Regions from separate parts of the Sus scrofa genome. Here regions 1 and 2 are each linked to region 3. The links are chromatin contacts, called in public Hi-C and HiChIP or PLAC-seq maps. All regions are on one chromosome and are shown on one strand. Each heading gives the region's core, a stretch centred on a gene start, on an enhancer-like site or on the middle of the called end of the contact. The rest is flanking DNA. Distances are from core to core; before and after follow the strand shown.

Evidence for each region. Hi-C and Micro-C count contacts between places; a contact is called where the count stands out from the background. HiChIP or PLAC-seq counts read pairs in DNA pulled down with a chosen protein or histone mark.
Region 1: a contact with region 3 is called in an H3K27ac HiChIP or PLAC-seq map of skeletal muscle. The contact joins the enhancer-like site here to the promoter of ALPK2 in region 3. A contact is called at or near these places in 1 of 5 promoter capture datasets (liver), 17 of 47 Hi-C or Micro-C datasets (alveolar macrophages, brain, embryonic fibroblasts and 8 more) and 2 of 2 datasets of contacts at active chromatin or transcription factors (alveolar macrophages and skeletal muscle).
Region 2: a contact with region 3 is called in a Hi-C map of fetal heart ventricle, with 2.8 times the contacts expected there. The contact joins the enhancer-like site here to the promoter of ALPK2 in region 3. A contact is called at or near these places in 8 of 47 Hi-C or Micro-C datasets (alveolar macrophages, embryonic fibroblasts, fetal heart ventricle and 4 more) and 1 of 2 datasets of contacts at active chromatin or transcription factors (alveolar macrophages).

What each region holds. Positions count from the first base shown.
Region 1 is chr1:162,258,670-162,262,342 of Sscrofa11.1, forward strand. All of the region lies in intron 5 of ALPK2 (alpha-protein kinase 2), which reads left to right. Among named protein-coding and RNA genes, the nearest start is that of MIR122, 69 kb to the right of the region's middle. Within about 2 kb of position 1,437, at least 34 of the 83 cell types and tissues checked have an H3K27ac peak or open chromatin away from gene starts, as enhancers often do. A contact at or near this core is called in alveolar macrophages, embryonic fibroblasts, fetal skeletal muscle and 2 more, where this site is marked.
Region 2 is chr1:162,055,373-162,059,054 of Sscrofa11.1, forward strand. No RefSeq gene overlaps it. Among named protein-coding and RNA genes, the nearest start is that of ZNF532, 71 kb to the left of the region's middle. Within about 2 kb of position 1,944, at least 53 of the 83 cell types and tissues checked have an H3K27ac peak or open chromatin away from gene starts, as enhancers often do. A contact at or near this core is called in embryonic fibroblasts, skeletal muscle and subcutaneous adipose tissue, where this site is marked.
Region 3 is chr1:162,173,953-162,177,813 of Sscrofa11.1, forward strand. ALPK2 (alpha-protein kinase 2) reads left to right here and starts at 1,291. Exons shown (of 14, transcript XM_001925970.7): 1 at 1,291-1,999. The coding sequence starts at 1,921.

The sequences.
Region 1 (3,673 bases), core at 187-2,686, 85 kb after region 3:
AGGGCAGGGACCGAACCCACAACCTCATGGTTCCTAGTCAGATTCGTTAACCACTGAGCCACGACGGGAACTCGCACCACGACGGGAACTCCCACCTAAACATTTATACATAGAATGTGAGAGCAGCCTCATGGTTTTGCCCTGCAGGGATCTTAGCTACTGAGTGGAAGAGTATTTAGCTGCGACCTTCTCCCCACCACCGGAGCAGCTCTGCTCGTTAATGTCTATCCTTTTAGCCACTAGCACAGCTTGGCAAGAATGGCTATTTATCTTTTCCACGTACATCTTGTCTCTGCAGCTGGATTGCAAGCTATCTGAGAAGGAGGGATCTTATCCACCTTCTATTGTCAGCTACTCAAATTAGTGTCATGCCCTTGGTGGCATCCAGGACACTCCCACTAATGAAGATAAGCCTGCACTTCAGGGGGTGGGTGAAGAGACGACACACCTTCATGGGCTTGGGGGTGGGGGGGGCATGCTTAGGCAGAATTTTTGGAAAGGCCAACAGATAGAAACAAGGTGCTTGGAGAATCAGGCATGTTGGACAGATGGGGCGGGAGACCTTTGTGCAAGCAGAGTGTTTTCAAGCTTAACGCTGCTTTCAAAACAACAGGTTTGGAAGTATTGCTAAATCTGGACTACCCTTCCCTCTCCTGTACTCATTCATCTGTATATTCATTCAGCAATATTAGGTCCTTAGTATGTCCTAAAGTTCTAAAAATTCAAGTAACACAATCCTGTCCTCAGCTTGGGAGGAAGCCAATAAACACATGGTCATGTTGGGTGGAATAAGGACCATTATAGTTGTAAAACCAACGTGTCTCAAGAACTCAGGTGTCCTGGGTTTAAATGAGGGTGTTCCCAGCCCTTCAGTGGGATTTTCTTTTAATTACTCTTGTTAGAAAGCCCGAGTTGAAAGGCCTTTTGAGCCAGATAGACTTAGCTTTAAATCCTGGCTCTGCCATTGACTATGGGGACCCTGGGGAGATATTTCTAACCCTGACATCAGTGATCTCAAGGCCAGTTCTTAATTACTGCCTCTCAGTTCCAAAAACACCCTTCAGTATGTGCTTGGTGATAACAGAATTCCATTCCCATCCCTCCTTTTCGATGTGACGCTCGGCAGAGGGTGTGGGCGGAAGAGGAGTCCTTTTCTTCTCAGCAGTGCTTGTGGGGTCAGGGAGATGAGGGTGGAGGTCATCCCATAGAGGCTGCCCAGCCACAGAGCCCGGAACATGGTCCATCTGCAGCCTGGTAGCCTTGGCCTAATGATAACCTTCCTGTAGCCCTCGACTCAGAAACCACAGCTTCGCGTGGCCAGCCTACTTAGGGCTTCCTGCCAACACCAATATCCAGACTCCTTCCACCAGCCCCCACAAGGGCTATATATGGGCTGTCGTTCCCTCTCCCTACCCCCACTGCGTGTCGCTCACCCGCTCTGTCAAGCCTCTGCTGGTCCCCGACTCCCACTGTACGACTGCACGCTGGGTGCTGACCGCTGGCTTCCTGCCTTCACACAGAAAGGTGGTGTACTGCTCACCCAGCAATTCCAGACCAGCTCTGGCCTCGCCATCTCATCAAACTTCTGCTGTTGGATGGCCTGGTTATACCTCCAGCTAGGTCTGTGCCCCTTCCAGGTGGTCCCTCCTTGGGACCCCACCTCCCTTAGTGCACCTTTAGGCTTTCCTGGTACATTGCAGTTATCCTATTGCAGTTAGCAATTCCTAATGCTCAGCTTCCCTTACTTACCGGGGTTTCTGTTTTGTGATTGGAGCCAGGCTCTTGACCTCATCAGTAAAGAAGAGATGCTAGTATCAGTATTTCAGACTTATTATATCATGAGTGAACATAAAGCCCCAAAAGCACACTGCTCTGCTCATTGGAGTTGGCTCCGTTTTCTGCCTTAGCCCCTACTGTCTTTTCACAGAACAAGGGAAACGAGTGTCAGTGAGTGCCAGAGTGCTGACGTGCGTGTGGTTAGTCTTAGAGGAAGAGACAGAGGGTCACAGAGGCTAAAGAGATTACTTGGGGTCATGCATGCAATATGGGCTGAAGCAGGTGGCCAGTGCTGAGTCCCCACACTTTGCTGGGTGTTTCCACCTAGAGCCCTAAACCCTCCTCCCCTGCACCTGAATGAGAATAATTTTCCTACCCAACAAAGCCACCTGAGTTCTGCCACTCACTCCATGAGAATAGCTGAGCAGTAAGAGAATCATTTGCTGGAGTTCATGATGATTTAACTAAGCTCTCTCCCTGAGAGAAAAGGTCTGACTCATTTGAAATGTGTGAGTCTTGTGGTTTCCCTTTCTGAGTTGGCCTCCAAGGAGCCTGGCCTTGGAACTAATGCCTTGAGCCTTGGCAAGTAAGTATTGCGCTGTTAAAGGCTCCACTTCAAGCAAATCCCATTGGTGACCATCACATTTTATGGAATTTCACATCTGCAGTGGACCAACCAGTAAGGCTTGTTGCTGGAACCTCACTTCCAAAAGGCCAGCTGTCTTGGTGATGCTCACTGATGCTTCCCAGTCCTTAGCACAGAGCTTAGCATATATGGTAGATGCTCAGTAAATACTCAAGTGGATGAGTTGTCCATGGTCAAGGATTCACCATATTTCTTCCTCCATGGGGCTTCACTGGGCTCCTTTAAAGTCGGAGTTTATAGAGAAGGGGGAGGAAGGAGCAAACCTTAGTAGGAACACCACTGCTTTGTAAATCAAGGCACAATACCATGGCTGTGACAGTCCAGTGACCAAGCCACACTAATCAAAGCTTACCTGTCCTGTGTTTTGTCCTCTGCAGACTAGTCTGATAGGCTAGTAAGCAGTATTGGGTGGGCGACATCCAGGCAAATAGGGGACTTTTAATTTGAGCCCTTTGCCAAGCACTTGACAGTTTTTTCCAGAGAATTCTACACATGGCAGCTAGTCCATAAATGTTTGGCACTGATGCTGTGATGATGGCAAGATCTTAAAATAACGACTGACATAGGCAGTGGAAATTCAGGCAGGGGAGGAAACCTCAGAGGGTTGTGGTGTTTTCAACCAATCTTCCTGCACAGCTCAAATCATGTCCAGGAAGCTACCCAAACTTTGTATGTATAATGGTCAATAGATGTGTACTACAGCTCATTATATATATATATATATATATATAAATGAACCAAATTAATAAAGGAAAAACCTCTACCTATTCAGGTGTAGAAGTGAAGCCATGTACACATTAAACTCCTGGACAGCTTAGACCTTTCTCAGAAATTTTCCCTTTTCCATTTTAAAATGATGGGGAAAAAACAGTAAACAATGTTTCTTAGAGTACCAAGATGTGAACCAATTGTGACCCTGCTTATGGTTAGAAGTCTCTTAAGATCTGTCCCAAAGACAGCAGATAAAAGCCCAAACCCTCAAATTCGGAGGTTTAATGGATGACACTGGGTAGACTTGACTCAACTGGTCCATGCTTCATTTACTCATTCTTTCAACAAGTGCTTAGGGCTCCTGCTTGGTGCCAACCACAGTAACAAGCCTTGATCACAGTGTAAGATGGAGTTCCCTGCAGGTGGGCATCTTACCTGTATTGCATTCTATCATGTGAGATGCTTCCCAGCACCTTGGAGCTGTTTGATTAAAAACTTGTTGAATGGATGAAGGGTCCTAGCACTCATGGAGTTTATAGC
Region 2 (3,682 bases), core at 694-3,193, 120 kb before region 3:
TATGCACTCAAAACGTTGTTAGTAGAATTGGAACAGAATTGAGGAAAATGAATATCAGATTTGCTGAAACCAAAGAGCTGACAAAGAATGAAGATGTGGAAATCATGGCCCTCCCCTCAAACAGTTTATAATCCTGAGTTCTCTCATAGTACACACATACACACAAAATCGTACATCATACATCAATACATCAATACCCATTCATACACACATACACCAGATCGCAAGTAAAATAGTACATATAAAAAGAATGAACTGCCAAAATGTTGGGTATGGAGAATAAAAGTTAGGAGTGATCTGGAAAGAAAGATCAGTATTCCTGCAGGATCCAAAGGGATTACAGTAAAATCAGAGAAGGGATCTTCCTGTAAGATGCCCTCGAAAACCAATGTCTCAGTGTGTAGAGGGAATGTGGGAAAGAAAGATTATCATCTCTAGCACACATTCTTTGAAAACGTGATTTTTATTTTTCTTATTAATTTGTTGGCCACAACATGTAGCAGCTTTATGTGGGATCTCAGTTTGCAGACCAGGGATTGAACCCAGGCCGCAGTGGTGAAAGCACCAAATCTTAAACACTAGACCACCAGGGAACTCCCCACAACATGATTTTTAATGACCACAAAACATACCACCTCATGAGTAACCACAATTTATTTAACGCTCCCTGTAATTTTGTACATTATTTATGAAGTTGATAATTTTGGCTATTTTAACACTAGAATGAAGTTCTCTGTAAATAAATTTTTGCATGCGTCTGATTTTTTTCTGAAGACAGATTACTAGAAATGGAATAGCGGGCTAAAAGGCAGTCATTTAAAAATATTTTGGGGGGAGTTCCTGTTTGTGGCTCAACAGAAACAACTCTGACTAGTATCCATGAGGACTCAGGTTCAATCTCTGGCCTTGCTGAGTGGGTTAAGGATCCTTTGTTGCCTTGAGTTGTGGTGTAGGTTGCAGACATGGCTCAGATCTGGCATTGCTGTGGCTGTGGTGTAGGGCCAGCAGCTACAGCTCCGACTGGACTCCTAGCCTGGGATCCTCCAAATGCTGAGGGTGCAGCCCTAAAAAGACCAAAAAAAAAAAAAAAAAAAAAAAAAAGAATTCTTGGTACTCATTGCCAAACAGCCTGCTAAAAGAATTGCCAACTCAGTTTGTCCAGCTGTGTATAAGAAGCCACCTTTCAGGTTACAAAGGATAAAAAGGCATAAAATTCTGTATGACCTTTTCATAAATGAAATATGTAAAAATAGATAAAAAGATAACCCAAAATATTAGCAGTGTGTAACTCTGGGGGATGAGGGTTTATGGGTGATCTAATATTCTTCTTTATCCCTTTCTATGTTTTATAAATTTCCTAAGTGTATGTGTATTACTTTCAAAAAAATTGTTTTTAAGCAGAAAAAGGAATATGGCAGAAAGAACACTGTGTCAAGTCAAAAAAACTGTGTTCTGAGTCTCCTGCTGGCTCATCTCCAACATAGTCCCAGTGGTTCTCAGCCCAGAGAATCACTGAAGTCACCTAGGCACTTAAAGAACACCTTTCCGGAGTTCCTCCCAGCAAAGCTGCAGCCCTGCCAGCGGAGCCGGGGAGAATGAAGGGGGTGGTTGCTGTAGCAGAGGCACACTTTTTGTGTATATTGGCTTCACCCTGACGGCAGGTAGAAGGCAATTTGATTTACCTCCACCAGACAATGAGTCAGAAGCAAACAAAATCGAGTCTTTCACTGGGGCAGCCAGTTCCTCCTCCATCCAAGTGCCTGAGGGATCAGAAGAGTCCATCAGGGCAGCCTTTGGCCCTCCCATCCTGGGTCTGGGAGGCAGAACTGGTGGTCCCGCTCTGGGGGCTTTGTGGTGGCAGAGAGGGCAGTGGAGGTGGGGCAGAAGGGAGCCGGAGCACCAGGCTGTGTGTGGCCTCCTGCTTCCTCTGGGCCAATGGGGAGCTGCCATCTCATGCTGGCCAGGCTCCCGGCCTCCTCTGAAGCCTGGAGATTAGGGCAATTTAATCCTTTGCTCTTCTCCTCTGGCTGTTTCTGTGGGAAGGGGGCTGGGCTGGCTGCCGGTTCCCTCAGCAACAGGGCCTGGCTCGGCTCCTTTGTGCAGAGGCCCCAGCTGGGCCCGGTGCAGGGGAGGAGTGGCCTTTCTTTTTCAGAGGTGGTGGGAGCTGTAGGCACCCAAGGGCCCTTATTTCAAAGTCTGGGGGAGTCATTAGGCTCCTCAGACCCACCCTGGGTGGAGAAGCCCACCGAGGGGCCAGTGGGCAACACAAAGTTGGCTGCTTACGTGCTGAAAGTGGGGGTGCAGCCTGGACTTGCTGCAGCAGGGGAGGAGGTGTGAGAAAGAGGTCGAGGGAGGGCAGTCTTTCCCTTTGATAAAGAGGAGCCTCTCCCCGAAGGCCCTGCTTGGCGGCTGGTCCTGGCCCTCAGCCTTGGGAATTCACACTTGGCATTTTCTGGCCAGCCTGTCCAAACGACTAAGTATTCTCCTTAGCATTTCTATTTTCGGAGCTCCTTGATGGCTTCTCCCACTGAGGTCCCCTCTACTGCAGGGATTCTCAACTTCTGCTCCATCTTCTCCCTACATTTTGCTGTGGTCCTCCCTCCCCCGCCTCCTTCATCTCTCCTGCTCCATGTCCACCTCCTCATGTTCCTTCTTCCCACTTAGCTTTTATTTCCTACACACACACATTGCAAAAACAAAGGAAAACCTTCCATCCTCTTCCTAGTCTTAGTTTTCCGTCAGGATAATACAAGTCCTGATGGCCTTAAGGTAGATCAATAAAACCATCCAAGCCTAAACACGTCAGCAAACTCTATGAACTAGATGTGCCATACGCTTTAGAGAGGTTCTGTCACTAGTAATTTTTAGATGTCTTGGTACTTAAAGATGTGAGTTTTGGATCCAAAAACATAGCCACCCTAAAAGTGACCGCTCTTTCCAACGACATATAACGTGTAAGGTGCTAGTGTATTTTACAAACATGATTTAAGTCCCTTAGAAATAAAATAAATGTCTTGCTGTTTATTTATTTAATCTTTTTATGGCTGCATCTGCAGCACACGGAAGATCCCAGGCTAGGGGTTGAATCTGAGCTACAGCTGCCAGCCTATACCACAGCCACAGCAACGTGGGATCCCAGCTGCTTCTGCAACCTACGCCCAGCTCACAGCAACACCTGATCCTTAGCCCACTGGGCGAGGCCAGGGATCGAACCTACATCGTCAGGAATACTAGTCAGGTTTGTTACCTCTGAGTCACAACAGGAACTCCCGTCTTGCTGTTTTTAGTAATTCCTACAACACCATTGTTTCAATCTGGAAGATGTCATGATATTATGTGTCACATTGAAGAGACTCAGTCACCCATTCATGAGTGAGGTGACTTTTTATTGTTGGCACATCATCAACACAGAAGAACCCAGGGTCCAGTAGCACAGAGCACGTAAGCCTGCATCTAATCCCTAAGCGGATCTATGCCCTCCACCTCCAAATAAAAAGATCCCATTCATTTCTCACTGGAAGGAGTGGGACCCCAACTAGCATCTTTCTCGTGACTCTCACTCAGCACAGCTGTCCTCAGACTTGTCAATAGTCCACAAAGCGCTTAACTTCCTCTGGCTTCACTTTCGACTTTGCAGGTAGGGTTGTTGTGAGAGTTGAGATGATTCATGTGTGTTGAATGT
Region 3 (3,861 bases), core at 41-2,540:
GCAGGCTAATAAGATGACCATTATATATATGTAATATAATATATAATATAATATTGTATTATATATCATTACATGTATATATATTTAAATCCTATGCCCCTTAAATTAATTAACTAATTAATTTTGGCCATGCCCAAAGGCATGTGGAAGTTCCTAGACCAGGGATCGAACCTGTGCCAAAACAGTAACAACACCTGATCCTTAACCTGCTGTGCCCACAAGGGAACCCCTCCTTAAATTTATTTTGCTAGGAGATGAATGGTAGGAGTTGAGGGAGTTGTCTTTCAAATTGTTTGTGAAGAACAAAATTAAGTTTCATGATGAGTGGCAACTTTTCCATGTAAGAGCTTCTAGGCAACCCTTCTTTCAAGATCACCTCACATCTATCTACTGTGTTGGGACACCGGGTCCTTTTTGCTTTATCCTGTCCTTCTGTGTGCGATAACATTTGTTTATTTTTTATCATCACACCTTCCTTCTCTCTTCAGTCTCACCTTAAAGCCATCTGTGCTTATCTGGAAAGGACCTTCTTCTGTGAAGAGGATCAGGGATTTAAACAAAACCAACGGGTATCCACCATCACAAAAGTCTGGTAATTTCTGCATTTTGTTGCAGTTCATAGAGATGTGTTCCCAAAGAGACAGTCATTATTTTAGAGTCCCTCAACGTTCAGTATCTTTCTTCTCAAATGAAGGTAAAACTGGAAAAAAAAATTTACATCAACAGTATACTACTTGATATCTAATAATTCTAAATGATGATTTTCTGTCTTGTGAGAAGTTTCATTATCAGGTACAGTGATGTAGATCACCACGCTGTATGAAAAAAGTTTGCTTTTGAGGATTATAGTACCCAACAGGGAGTAATTATCTAACAGTTATGTCCCCTTCAAAGTCACCCACTCGAAGCAGCTAATTTTAGCCACGAGTCTCCTAAGAGGTTTCTTTCTAAGTTGTCAGTTGCCAGGTAGAGTACATTAAAATACTTTTGCAAAGAGGCAAAGTGGTTACAGAATGAGACTTCTGATTTTCTGTGTTTTTCTTGGATTTGGACAAAATTCGAGGAAAGAAATGCCTGAGTTACCAAATCTACTTTGCCAACGTGGAACGATTCTTCACAATCTGAAAAAATAGGGCTTATGGTATTTCTTCTCTGGATTTGTTCTGATCTTCCTCTCTTCTTACTACTGCAGTCAAAATAGGAAGAGAGAGAGAACATGTGGGAGGGGGGCAGCGAGGGAGAGAGGGGACCATGGGGGCGGGGGCGGGTGGATCCTCCCTTGCTGTGGCTTCTGCTTTTCTCAGAGAACTTCAGAGAAGGACGGTAACACCAGCTCTAAACGAACTACACATGACTCTTATTTTCGCCTCCCCTCCCCAATCCCCAAGGGTTTCCTATGTGTATTTCAAGAGCCAGATACCCTTGATAGAAGAACTGCTGGGGTTCCTCCCACAGTAATTGCTTTATCAGGCAGCGAGGTTTTGCTTTTCTAAGAGGCGAGCACCTGAACCCGAGGGCCAGCGTGGGCTTTGCCAAACGCTGCTTGGTCTCCGAGCCACCAGTGACAGCTAGTCTGTGTTTCATCAGCTCCCCGGGGCTGCATTTCACCAGGCCCCTTTGCCAGGGCCTCCCCGGCAGGCAGCGTCAACAAGTGTTGCACCTACTGCAGAAACAGCCCTCAAGTTTCATCACAGTGATGCTAAAAACTATTCTCCAGCTTCAGCAATGACCTAGTTCATTCAAGGGCAGGGGGGAAAAATGCTCTTCTTCCAGCACTTGCCTGGGCATGGAATTTTCTCTTAGGAATATAGGAGATTTTCTGGAAACAGACCCAACTGTGCCTTGAAAACCTTTGGAAGAGACCCTGAACCCTGTTAAGTCCTCTGAATCCCCAGCCCCAGGAACAGGGACGCCCAATCAATGCCTCACACGCAGCCTGGGGAGCCCACAGCTGAGCCAGCACCTCCTATCACGTCTCTTGGACCAAAAGTATTGAACAGTAAGTATGCAGACTTTGGTTTTACATAAGGAATGGCTGTGCTTTAAATAGTCGTTTACATTTTCTCCAGTGGGGAACAAAGTCCATTGTTTCCTTATGAATTAGAACAGGATAAAACAACGTAGGGTCAATCAAGCATATTTGCATATATTTAAGTAGCCAAATTCGCCTTCATTCTGACACTTTTGAGAAACTATTGTTGTTTTTTAATGTCTGTTTATTTTGGCTTGGCAATAATTTTAAAAGCTTCTTTCTCCTTATGGCAATGTCAAGAGTTAGGGCAAAATAAACATAAAGGATGACCCAAAGGAGCGATTTGTGAAGGCTTTGCAAGATAAAGTGTAATGACAATCTGAGAAAACGACCCAGGTAACTCGGGCTCTAGTACTTTTGCCTGAAATCTTTGAGTGTTTTAGTCAAAAGTTATTCCTTTTACTTGTGTTAGCTGCATGATTGAATCTCCCCTTTTTGGGTGGACACAGCAATATCTTGTCTGACAACAGGAATGAAGGCTGCTGCAAAGCCATCAAGCTTGTCAAAATGGCTGATGCAAACATTCATCGAGTCATTAAAGTCAGTTTTCTTTCTTTTTAAAAATTGTGGTAAGAACACTTAACCTGAGATCTACTGTCTTAATACACGTTTAAGTGTACAATACAGTACCGTTAACTATAGGCATGACGCTGTACTTGAGTTGTTAGATTTTTTGAAACATTTAAGGCAAAAAAGTCAACCCCCGAAAGACTGGTAAAATAGCACCACTGTCATGCATGTTACGTTTTGATGAACCCATCCAAACTTTGAAACCACTGATTAAAGGTGTCAGTTACAATCATTTAAAAATAGATAAAAGCAAGAGCAGCATTTAGAGCTGCTTCTGCTCTACTGATTTCCCTTCCACAGCCTTTTCCTTAGGTAAAGGTAGCCTTCATTTTTGAAGATTCATTACCTGGGGAGTGGTGAGAGAGTTTTTAAAACAGCCTTCCAGCTGTTGTAAGGGTAAGTCAAACGAGCCTCCTTCTGTGGCGCTTCTAAAATCCAGGATGTTGTGAGCTACCTTCTGAATGGAAAAATTGACAAATCCTGTATTGAAAGGCACTGATGGTCAAGAAACATGATCAGATCCTGGAAATTCAGATTTAAAACAAACGAAATGTATGTTAGCTGCCCAACTCCATTGTCCTTTGAAGGTTTTGCAAAACATGCAATCACAATTTGGGTGGGATTCCTATTTACATCACCTGCGGAGACACCGCCCCCATTTAATTAGTTTTGTTTTGTCTTTTGTCCTTTTAGGGCTGCACTCTCAGTATATGAAGTTTCCCAGGCTAGGGGTCGAATCAGAGCTGTTGCTGCCGGCCAACACCACAGCCACAGCAACGCCAAATCCGAGCCTCGTCTTCAACCTACACCACAGCTCACCGCAACGCCAGATCCTTAACCCATTGACCAAGGCCAGGGATCAAACCCGCAACCTCATGGTTCCTAGTCGGATTCGTTTCTGCTGCGCCACGACAGGAACTCCGCCATTTAATTAGTTCTTAACAGCCTCTGCACACTTCATGTAGCTATCAGCATATGCAAGGAGGATGCAGCTGAATGTCATAATTGGGGTAGTGATGTGGGGGAAGCAGGGTGGAGTAGAGGAATAAAACCTGCACCCTGGAGGTAGGTTTGGAACCAGATTCTGACTCTAGTACAGTTTCCAGCCTGTCTGAACTCGTGTTCTCACTTGTAAAATGAACGTAACACCATCCACTTTGACAGGATTGATGGGGGAATTAGATGAGTAAATGTACCTAAAGTATCTGTCACATCCAGCAAGGCTAGTTCCTCCCCTTGGTTAACTAAAAAGCTTCTTT